Linked DNA regions of Sus scrofa: region 1 is linked to region 2. A link is a contact called in public promoter capture Hi-C data. All regions are on one chromosome and are shown on one strand. The core of a region is the stretch at or near the end of the contact, and the rest is flanking DNA. Distances in the headings are between cores, read along the strand shown.

What was found. Promoter capture Hi-C pulls out the DNA fragments that hold promoters and counts their contacts.
Region 1: a promoter capture Hi-C map of liver shows a contact between it and region 2, with 4 times the contacts expected there. The contact joins the enhancer-like site here to the promoter of GPCPD1 in region 2. A contact is called at or near these places in 2 of 5 promoter capture datasets (fetal liver and liver), 7 of 47 Hi-C or Micro-C datasets (embryonic fibroblasts, heart right ventricle, liver and 2 more) and 2 of 2 datasets of contacts at active chromatin or transcription factors (alveolar macrophages and skeletal muscle).

What each region holds. Positions count from the first base shown.
Region 1 is chr17:14,560,905-14,567,053 of Sscrofa11.1, forward strand. No RefSeq gene overlaps it. Among named protein-coding and RNA genes, the nearest start is that of C17H20orf196, 47 kb to the right of the region's middle. Within about 2 kb of position 2,652, at least 5 of the 83 cell types and tissues checked have an H3K27ac peak or open chromatin away from gene starts, as enhancers often do. A contact at or near this core is called in liver and skeletal muscle, where this site is marked.
Region 2 is chr17:14,473,309-14,479,056 of Sscrofa11.1, forward strand. It overlaps GPCPD1 (glycerophosphocholine phosphodiesterase GPCPD1), which reads right to left and starts at 2,915. Exons shown (of 20, transcript XM_021078049.1): 1 at 2,716-2,915.

The DNA of each region.
Region 1 (6,149 bases), core at 1,402-3,901, 87 kb after region 2:
ACACCAGATTTGAGCCTCATCTGCGACCTACACACCACAGCTCACAGCAACACTGGATCCTTAACCCACTGAGCAAGGCCAGGGATCGAACCCAAAACCTCATGGTTCCTAGTTGGATTGGTTTCCACTGCGCCATGACGGGAAGTCTCACATGCTTATTCTTGAATAGATCACTGGAGACCAGGTGATGGGGTGGTGATTCTACCCCTGGGGTGAGGAACTGGCCCAGTCAGCCTTATCAAAGCACATGGAGTGTATTAGCTTTCTATTGCTACTGTAACAATTTACCACACTTAGCAGTTGAAAATAACAAATAAGTTTTATAACAGTTCTGGAGATAAGAAGGCTAAAATGGGAATCACTGGGCTAAAATTGAGATGTTGGCCAGGCTCCCTTTTTTCTAAGACTCTAGAGAAGACTCTGTTTCCCTACCTTTTCTTCTATACAGAGACCACATGCATATCTTGGCTCCTGCCAGATTCTTCCACTTTCAAAGCCAATAATATGCATGTCATGTCTTTTTTCTAGTTCACACTTTTCCATCTCCTGCTTTCAATAATAAAGACCCTTATGATTACACTGGGCCCACTGGATAATCCAGGATAATCTCTCAAGTCAGTGTCAACTGATTGGCAATCTTAATTCCTTCTACAAACTTCATTCCCCCTTGCCATGTAGTCGAACATATTTACAGGTTATAGGGATTGTGACATGGATTGTTTTGAGGGTCTATTATTCTGTATACCACATAGAACAAGCATAATATAATGAAATGAAGAGAAAGGTCATTCCCCAAAGGAAAGACTGCTGGGCAGACAAAAAGCCTAAGGCCTTTACTATAATTTAAGATATTTTTGTTTTGTTTTGTTTTTGCTGTTTAGGGCCGCACCTGCGTTTAGGGCCGTTCCCAGGCTAGGGGTCAAATCGGAGTTACAGCTGCTAGCCGGCCTATGCCACAGCCACAGCAATGCGGAATCCGAACCACATCTTCGACCTGCACCATAGCTCATGACAATGCCAGATCCTTATATAATTTAAGATTAAAAAAAAGATTTAAGAGTTGGTTGGAGTTCCCTGGTGGCTCAAACGATTAAGGATCCAGTGTTGTCACTACTGTGGCTCTGGTTCCTGCTGTGGCCCATGTTCCACCCCTGGCCTGGGAACTTCCGCAGGCCGAAGGCATGACCAAAAAAACAGTAATTTTAAGGGGTTATAGTCACCCATCCTGGTGTACCTTGTCTATATTTTTATTAAGCTTTTGTAGCAGATGTTTATGATGTCCTATGTCACATCCTCTCATCTCACCTAGTTTCACTGTACCTTTGGGAGTCAATTAGTACACATTGCCAGCATCCTTTTTTTTTTTTTTTTTTTTTTGTCTTTTGAGGGCTGCGCTTGCAGCATATGGATGCTCCCAGGCTAGCAGTGGAACTGGAGCTGCAGCTGCCAGCCTGCACCACAGCCACAGCAACGCCAGATCCATGCTACATCTGCAACCTACATTGCAACTCATGGCAATGCTGGATCCTTCAACCCACTGAGCAAGGCCAGGGATCAAACCCACATCCTCATGGATACTGGTCAGATTTTTAACCTGGTAAGCCACAGCAGGACTCCTGCCAGCATCCTTCTAAAGCATAAAGCTCTCTGCTTTCTCTAAGACAATGGAAGGTCACTTAGACCAATTCAGGTGCCTTGAAAGTGCCAGGTAATTAAGATCCCCGAGAGAGATAACATTCATCTAATGGGGGATGCGGGTCAATGGATAAAGGCCAAGTCTCTATCCTCTGGTGGGACACTTCTGATGTGCTTTCTCCATGGTTCTTCAGAGGGTCCCAGCGAGACAGTCTTAGTTGCCCACAGTGGTACCTGGTTCATTAGTACACCCGTGCTGGTTTTTCTCCCCACTCCATCATCTCTGCCTCCTAGGACCATCTCCCAAACAGACTATCTGCATCCATGTCTTTCTCTTCAATTTTGGATTTTGGGGGAAGCCAACCAAGGCGGTGCTTATCACTGCTGTTTGATGGAGAGTTGGTGCTGCAGCTGGCTGCAGGGTAAAACCCTGCCAGTACAAACCAGTAGAGCTTGTTTACAGGCATCTGCTTGGACTGGCTGGCACCCATGTGGTTGGTTGGTGCCTATGCCACCCAGGTCATCTCCAACTAATGAGGTCTACATCAACGCCAGGACATAAATGACTATCCCTGACGTGTCCTTCTTGGCCAATTACAAGGTTCCAGTTCAAGACGTGTGGGTAAGGAATATAAATAGCTTAAGATGATATTCTATTGGACCATGTGCTAAAAGGTCTGTCTACCTAAAATGAGGAGAAAAGGTGATCTAAGGTTACCTTTTTTTTTCCCTTTCAGTTCAGGCTGAGGTCAGGGTTGTTTGTTTGAATTCTGGCAATAACCCTGGGAATTTATTTAGGTGCCAAGGGAAACATGAAGACAGTGGCTCCAGAAAGACTGTGCTGCAAGGCACAGAAGACGGCAGGAGGAAGGGCCTCGCGTTAGACACAACAAATGCCTGGTGTCTTTCCAGGGGGTCAAGCATTCTTTCTCGGCCAACATGGATATAGTTTAACCTATGTGCTAGAAGAGAGATCAGGTGGAAAGCAAAGCCGCAGACGTCAGAAGACTTGGATCAGCTCACTGTGAGCAACTGCCTCCCCCGGAATGCAGCATGCAGCCATTCTCTTATGACATCCTGCCGCCTCCTCCAGGTGCTGGCAGAGCTGAGGATGGGCACTTGGTACACCTGGCAGCTCCCTTATCAGTGTCAGAAAGTACACTCTGAGGCTGCATGTAGGAATTTATTGGGCAGTGTTTTCAGGGACAGTATCTTTTTTTTTTTTTTTTTTTTTTTTTTTGGCCATGGCTTGCAACGCCTTGATATGGAATCTCAATTCCCAGACCAGGAACTGAACTGGGCTGTAGCAGTAAAAGTGCTAAGTCCTAACCACTAAACTGCCAGGGAACTCCCAGGGACAATATCTTTAAGGGGGTATTGGAGAGAGGTTTGGGCTATGATGCTGTCACTGTATAGGCCTCAACTGATCCCACCAGCTCAGGAGCTGGAGTGGTCCTTCAGAGTCATTCTAAATTGAAGCAATTACTCTTTGGACACTGGTACCCCCAGGAAGGGCACATACATCAAGGTACCGGCCAGAGCCTAACACCCCTGGCTGACAATGGGACACTTGTCTTGATTCTGAAGAGGGGATCTTGGTAAACTACCAGACATCTCAGTAGAGCGCCAGGTATGTTGGTAAAGCTCCAGAACGCTGTCCCCTTTGTCACTCAAAGGGCACTCACATCCCACCCCCTTCTTTAGTGACCTTCATCCTTCCCTGGAAATAGGAAGAGTTTCTATTACCTTACAGATGGTGAGGGCTGGCTAAACATAGAAAAAAATTTTGCATTTCAATAAATTACCCTGGCTCCAGTAGATGCAAACTATACATTTATTTATTTATTTTGCTTTTTAGGCTGCATTCGCAGCATGTGGAGGTTCCCAGGCTGAGGGTTCAATCAGAGCTACAGCTGCCAGCCTATACCACAGCCACAGCAATGTGGGACCCAAGCCACATCTGCAAATCTGAGTGATTTCCTCACAGGAGTCCTCATTGAATTGTTTTGTTCTCTTCCTTTTTTTTTTTTTTTTTTTTGTTTTTTATCTTATCTTTTTAGGGCCGTACCCACGGCCTATGGAGGTTCCCAGGCTAGGGTCAAATCAGAGCTATAGCTGCCAGCCTACACCACAGCCACAGCCACATCAGATCCAAGCCACATCTGTGACCTACACCACAGGTCCCAACAACACCAGATCTTTAACCCACTGAGTGGGGCCAGGGATCTATCCCAAGTCCTTATGGATACTAGTTGGATTTGTTACCATTGAGCCACCATAGGAATTCTCCAAGATCCTTAATTTCATCACAACTGCAACAACCCTTTTTTGCTTTCCTTTTTTTTTTTTTTTTTTTTTTTTTTTTAGGGCTGCACCTGCGGCATATGGAAGTTCCCAGGCTCTAATGCAAGCTACAGCTGCTGGCCTATGCCACAGCCACAGCAGACCAGATCTGAGCCATGTCTGCGACCTACACTATAGCTCATGGCAACGTCTGATCCTTAACCCACTGAGTGGGGCCAGGGATAGAACCCACAACCTCATGGTTCCTTGTCAGATTTCTTTCCACTGCACCACGATGGGACCTCCTTTTTTTTTTCTTTTTTGATCATGCCCTCAGGATGGGGAAATTCCTGGGCCAGGGATCAAACCTGAGCCACAGCAGCAGCCAGAGCCACAGTAGGGACAGCACCGAGTCCTTAACCTCTAGGCCACCACTAGAGAACTCCATCCATGTAAGATAATTTACTCAAATTTTCTGGAATTAGGATGTGAACATCTTAGGAGAAGGGACATAACTCAAGTTTACCACACCCTCCATCAACTTCACCATTTAATTCTGGCTCTAATGATAGCAGCTTTCATATGAGCCTTGAAGAGTGAGTTTTAGAGAAAACTCAAAATAGAGCTGGGTATGCAGGTATGTCTGTGCTCTGCCCTATCTCCTCACACTTATCATATCTGGGCTCCAGGCCTGAGTCTCAACTGCCCTCACTTATGATTATCTGCCTGAGGGTTCCTCTGGCTTCCTGAGTTGGTCCTGGCCACGTGGAAAGAGGGGGATGGGCCACAAGAGCCAAGGAATGGCTCTCCCCCTTGTCCCCAGCCAGCCCTCCATCAACACCTGATAAAGACCCAACCCCCTTGTCCTGTGACTGTGAAAGCTCTCAGGTGCACGTTCTATACAGTCTTCCAGAGTCCCCAGTGGAGTCAGCCTCCCTTGGTTTGAAGAGGTGACCTATTGGTAACACACTGTAGGAGAGCAAAGCTCGCCACCCTAAAATGTTCCTTTGGTATGGGGATTATTTCAAACTGAAAACAATCAAGGTCCAAAAGATTGGGAAGAAACTTTGACCTTCCCTCTCATTGCTTTTAATATTTAATTTTGTTTTCTTCATACAGCCCCACCTGTGACATGTAGAAGTTCCCAGGCTGGGGGTCAAATCAGAGCTGCAGCTGCCAGCTACACCACAGCCACAGCAATGCCAGATCCAAGCCATGTCTATGGCCTATACCACAGCTCACAGCAATGTCAGATCCTTAACCCACTGAGCGAGGTCAAAGATTGAACCCTCATCTTTATGGACGCTTGTTGGGTTCATCACCACTGAGCCATAACAGGAACTCCCTCTTTTTTTCTTAACAAAGTGATCGTACAGTTGCTTTTCCCCCTTATAGCTATGATTACTTGGAAATAGGTGAGAAACAAAGTGAGAGAGAAAGGGAGACACTAATAAAATAGCATACTTACCAGCATGTTAATGGAGATTCTTTCTCCAAACTCCAAGAAATTTCCCATAATACAAAAACTTAAATTGTTGTCTTCATGATAATTTTATCACATTAACATGATAGAGTCTAGAGTCGCTGATGGATTTTCCTGCTAATGTAGTTTTAATGAGTGAGGAATGTCACTCTCGAACAATCGAGAACCTTCTAGCTTTCCCTGCGGAACAAAGAGAATGGATCCCATCACTGACATTTCCATTACCGCAATCTGGAAACATCGTCATTAGAGATGATGGATGTAAGATTTTAGTCCAAGCTGCAACTTCTACAGCAAAAATACCACAGAACCTTATTCTGAATAATTCAATGACTTTTCTTTTCTTTTTGTCTTTTTGCCTTTTCTAGGGCCGCTCCCGAAGCATATGGAGGTTCCCAGGCGAGGGGTCTAACCAGAGCTATAGCCGCTGGCCTACGCTAGAGCCACAGCAACGCTGGATCCGAGCCATGTCTGCGACCTACACCACAGCTCACAGCAATGCTGGATCATTAACCCACTGAGCAAGGCCAGGGATCGAACCCACAACCTCATGGTTCCTAGTCAGATTTGTTAACCTCTGAGCCACGATGGGAACTCCTTAAATGACTTTTCTAAGCCAGAGCAAACTGCAAAGGGTAAAAAGCAACCATTTGTAATCAGGTGGATTTAGAGGCGCATAAGTCAGTTTTTATTCCACCTGCTTCAAGTGGAACTGTGTCAGCCTCCACTCTTTTGTTGCCAGGGAGAA
Region 2 (5,748 bases), core at 1,665-4,164:
GCTGGAAACAGCTGTAGTTATATGTCCTATACAAAGCTACACGCACAAGCACTAAACTACTCCCCCCCCAAAAAAAACCCTCAGAAGTTAACAAAGAATCATCTTCCACTTGGATTGCCAAAAGTTATATAATCTGTTTAATTTCCATTCCTTCCCCTCCAGCCCAAACTTATTGCTCTGTCAGAAAAGAGCCTGTAGAGCTGCTCCTACAGCAGTTTACTTGATCGTGGACAGAGGCCAAGATTCTGGTGCAAGACTGAAGCGTACAATTTTGGCACCCTAGTACCATCAAAGTAAAATACTGTTCTGGTGTGGAATGAAAAATTTACACAACCACCACCACCACTTCTTCTTCTTCCAAACCAGCAAAAAAAAAAAAAAAAAAAAAAAAAAAAAATCTCAACTTGGACGGGGGCGGGGGGGGGGAAGGGGCGGCGGAGGGGGGGAGTCTTCTATATACACATAAACAAGAAATAAGACGAAAAATGCTAGCCATTTTTACAGACATAAGCTGTCTACATATGTAATTTAACCATTCACCTCTAACCTCACATGTAAACTATGCTTCCTGAGACAGGTTTTTGTGGGGGGGGTTTTGGGTCTCTTTTTGTCATTTAGGGCCGCACCCGCCACAACAGATCCTTAACCCACTGAGCAAGGCCAGGGATCAAACCTGCGTCCTCCTGGATGCTAGTCAGGTTGGTTAGCTGCTGACTACCGCTGAGCCTTGACAGCAACTCCTGGATTTGTTTTTAAACATAACCTCCATTTTGTACTTTTTCAAGGTAATCTTTCAACAACACTCATACCTGAGACTTTGAGTAGCATTTAATACTACTTTAACACTTTTCTAAAAGACTCGAGTAACTGGCAAAATGACAATGTTAATTCACATTTTTAAAATATTTCAGGGTTTACACTACCCGACAAAATAAGTTTCACTCTATTCTTTTTGTCAAATAAACCATCCTGACACATTCCTTCACTGGTTTGCTGGCCTGGGGAACAAGAAGGAGATTTAAGCAACAAAGGTACATGGTTAGTTCAGAGTTAAACTGAAGTCACAGATATTTTGATCTAAAACGTGTTTTTTTTTTTTTTTCTTCTGGTCAAAATCCCCCACATTTGTTTTCCTTCATATTTTTTTTAAAAGGAAAAAGTTGCTTCCAGTTCCCCTTGTGCTTTCCTAGGCTCCAACAGTTCTGATTCTCATAACTGGCTATAGAAAAATACATGAAATGCTTACATTTTCCTGAGTTAGTTTCTGTGCATCCTGGTTGGATGCTCATTATGATCTGACTATTCTGACCCCAGTATACGTTGGGCTAATCTTTTAGTCAAATGCATGCATACATGAGAATGGATTTTTATTAAGAAAGCAGTTCTAGAGATTTCATTAAGCCAGTTTAATTCTTTGATCACTTTCGTAAACAATACCATAAAACTTAGCCCATTTTTTTTCCTTTTCATTTTATCTTGATATTACTTTCTTATGTATTTCACATGCTTTTCCTGGTTAAGTTATACACAAAGTTTTGACTCATCAGCTTACGTTTTGAACATATCAAATTTTACTTACTCTGCTACTGAGATTTCTTTTGTGGTCATTTCTGAGTCCAACTTTTCTAAGTCTTACTGGTCTAGAACATTGGTTCTCCCTGGTTAAGCCCAGAACCATCTGAGCCATTTGCAGTTTTACCTGTTTATCTTGTGTTATTTGTATCTAGAATGTTACCAGTTGGAAAAGGACTGATAGCTTGTATTTGTTTCTTAGCTAAGTCTTAACTGTCAGAAATGTAACAAGAAGGAGTAAGGTGAAAGGTTAATGAATAGGAACTGCACAGAAATAGGAAGGGCTGAAAAAGAGTATGAAAAAAACATCAAGTCCAAACATCCTGCTTGGTTCTATCAGTTCCTCTAAGTGTTACATCAGACTAGACAGCTGGCTCAAGGTGAAAGATTTCTTTACAATTCGAGACTAAATTCATGACCGATTTCCTTTGGAAACGAACAGTTGGGTAAAAGGGGGCTGATGAAGCATCGAAACGTTGGAGGCTTTTTTCCAGAAGTCATCAGGGTCATTTAAAGAGCTTTGGAAAAAGTAGAGCTTTAGGAGAAGGGGCAGCTGTCTTAAAATTATTTCAAGGGCACTGATGTCTATTCCTGGAACCTTTTCCTAAGAGAGTAAGGCATTTCGGTTTCTTGGAATGACTGAATTACACAAGCATGCCCAAGACTAAGCAATTTCAGAAAATAAGCAGTTGTCAAAACACTATGAATTACTTAGCGATAAAACCTGAGAGTGGTGGTGGGCGAAGGGTATGCTGCTAGGGGTACACAGACGACTTCAGCTGCATTTATGTTCCTTCGTTCCTTAACTTGCTTTTTGGAACACTCGTGGTTGTGGTAGTCCTATGGTCTATGCATTCTGGTATTTTGAAAACACTACAAAATTTTTGGAGGGTAACTAAGCACCCGGCAGCTCCGCGGAATCGTGACAACAAACGATAAATACAGTAAATATGCGTTACCCACAGACCTACGAGAGCCAACGTCCAGGCCGCGGTCTCCACGGCGGGCAGATCCCGTTCGGGCTGGGGGACCCTCCCCACGCCTCGCCCCACCGCGTCCCCTCGCCGGGTCGCCCTGACAGCTCGGCTGCCACGTGAGCAGCAGCCGTGGCCCCCGCGTCGAGCGCCCGGCCTCCCGCCTCACCTGCCCCGTCCACTGGTCCGCGCCTCCACCGCAGCGCCAGACAGCAGTGCCGCGGGCCGAGGTGCCGGGTACCCGCCGTGCGCACCTCGCCAGCTCTCTCCGAGTCGGACCGCTGCGGCGCCCAGCGGCAGGAAGCGGCTCCGCTCAAACCGGTTTCAGCTGCTCCAGACCAAACCGCCAGGCCATCCCGCGGGGCGGGGCTGGAGGGCTGGCGGGCGGGGCCTGACGTCACGCCCGGCGCCGTCCGAACCAATAGGCGCCCGCGCGTGAGGGGCGGGCCGCGCGAGTTCCTGGAAAGGGCCCGCATCGTCAATCGGTGGTGGCCGGGCATCCCCGGGGTCCCCGGCGTCTGCCTTTTCCGTTGGCTGGAATCCGCCGCGGGTGGCGGCGCCGAGCAGGCCTGGCTTGGGTTCATAGATGCCTATCTTGGAACTCTTAAGTATTAAGACAACCTAGACTAGGACGTGGAGCTGCAATTATAAATTGCATTTTTCCTCATCGGAAAGCGAGAGAAATGAGCAGGCCTGACCTCAGGAACTTTTCCTCCGTTCCAAATTAACAAGCACACTTGGGTCAGATCTTTAGGGTTAAGAAGGAGAATTAAGTGACCTAAGATGGTTGAGCGTTTACAACATTCGCTGCGAAAGCTTGATATTCCAAGCCAGCAGTATCACCTGGGAGCGATCAGAATTGCTCTATTGGGATCCTCTGCCTATTCGAATTGCGTTTAACAAGATCCCCAGATTATTTGTATGTAAATTAAAGTTTGAAGGAAATTTTATGGAAGCTGGAAAAAGTAGCAAAAAATTGTAGTTTAATTTCTGGGGGAAAAAATGAGCTATATTAAGAAAAAAAAAAAAAAAAGCGAGGAGTTCCCATAGTGGCACAGCGGAAACGAATCCGACTAGGAACCATGAGGTTTCGGGTTCCAACCCTGGCCTCGCTCAGTGGGTTAAGGAACCGGGTTGCCCTGAGCTGTGGTGTAGGTTGCAGACGGGGCTGGAATCTGGGGGTTGCTATTGCTCTGGTAAGGCCAGCAGCTGTAGCTCTGATTAGACCCCTAGCATGGGAACTTCCATGTGCCAGGCGTGGGGCCCTAAAAAGACAAGAAAAAAAAGTGAAGTTTTTTTTTCTCTTTTGATGGTCCCAGAAAAATGAGTTAATCAGCATTTGCCACTCACCCAACTTAACATTTTCCAGCATCAAGGTTAACCACTGATTAATTCCTGAAAGAAAATTTTATCAGGTTTTATTTAATCATTTAAATCAAGTGTGATACCGAAAATTTACAAAGAACCGTCTTGGAGTTCCCACTGTGGCATAAGGGGATCAGGGATTTGGGGAGTGCTGGGGTGTGGATTTGACCCCTAGTTGGACACAGTGGGTTAAGGATACGGCATTGCTGAGCTGCAGCTTAAGTCACAACTATGGCACGGATCTGATCCCTGGCTGGGGAACTCCATGTGCTGCAGGGAAGCAAAAAAAAAAAAAACCCAAAAAACAAAACAATAATAATAAAATTGGAGTTCCTGTTGTGGTGCAGTGGTTAAAAAATCCGACTAGGAACCATGAGGTTGCAGGTTCAGTCCCTTGCCTTGCTCAGTGGGTTAAGGATCTGGCGTTGCCGTGAGCTGTGGTGTAGGTTGCAGACGCGGCTCGGATCCCGAGTTGCTGTGGCTCTGGCCTAGGCCGGTGGCTACAGCTCCGATTAGACCCCTAGCCTGGGAACCTCCATATACTGCGGGAGCGGCCCCAGAAAAGGCAAAAAAGACCAAAAAAAAATAAATAAATGAAATTAATAAAAATATAAATAAATAGGAGCTCCCATCATAGCACAGCAGAAACTAATCCAACTAGGAACCATGAGGTTGCAGGTTCAATCCCTGGCCTTGCTCAGTGGGTTAAGGGTCTGGCATTGTGGTAAGCTGTGGTGCAGGTCGCAGACATGGCTGGGATCTGGTGTTGCTCTGGTGTAGGCCGGCAGCTACAGCTCCAATTAGACCCCTAGCCTAGGAACCTCCATGTGCCACAGGTGCGGCCCTAAAAAAAACCAAAAAAACAAAATATATATATGTGTGTGTGTGTGTGTGTGTATATATGTGTGTGCATGTATATATATATATGTATATGTATCTATAAATGGAACCACATTTTGGGAGTTCCCTTATGGTGCAGCAAGTAAAGGATCCAGCATTGTCACTGCAGCAGCTGAAGTGGAGCAGAGCCCAATCCTGGCCCCAGAACTTACACGTTGCAGGGGGCAGGTGTGGGGGTGGAGAGGAACCACATTTTTAGGAGATGTTAAAGGACTTAAGAGATAGCTCAAGCTGCGCTTTGGTTGGAATAGGACTATTGAAGTTCCCAAGCCAGGGATGGAATCTGAGCTGCAGCTGTGACCTACTCCACAGCCGCGCCAATGCTGACCCTTAATCCAGTGGGCCACAGCAGGAACTCTGAGCTCTAGCTTTTAGACAGCTTCTAGCTTTAAAACTTGTTTTTTCATGACTAAATTTGATATTTACTCTTGGATTAGATCCCAGGGCATTTCTGACTATTATACATTCAGTTACTAAATAACTTCTAAGTGCCTGCTTTGTGCACAGAATACAGTGGTTTCTTGATGGCCACTCCATTTAATCCCAAATTTCTTAAAGAATTAAAATTTCTTTTTTTTCTTTTTGTCTTTTTGCCTTTTCTAGGGCTGCTTCCTGCGGCACATGGAGGTTCCCAGGCTAGGGGTCTAATCAGAGCTATAGCAGCCGGCCTTCGACAGAGCTATAGCAACTCGGGATCAGAGCCGCGTCTGTGACCTACACTACAGCCCACAGCAATGCTGGATACTTAACCCACTGAGGAAGGCCAGGGATCGAACCTGCATCCTCATGGTTCCTAGTTGGATTCGTTAACCACTGAGCCACTGACAGGAACTCCAAAATTTCTTTCTAATTATATATCATTATCTGCTAAAGTCTACTGTTGTACATTTTCTAATAGCTTGGAATTGATTTCATTCCTCTGCTGTTAGTCATACTT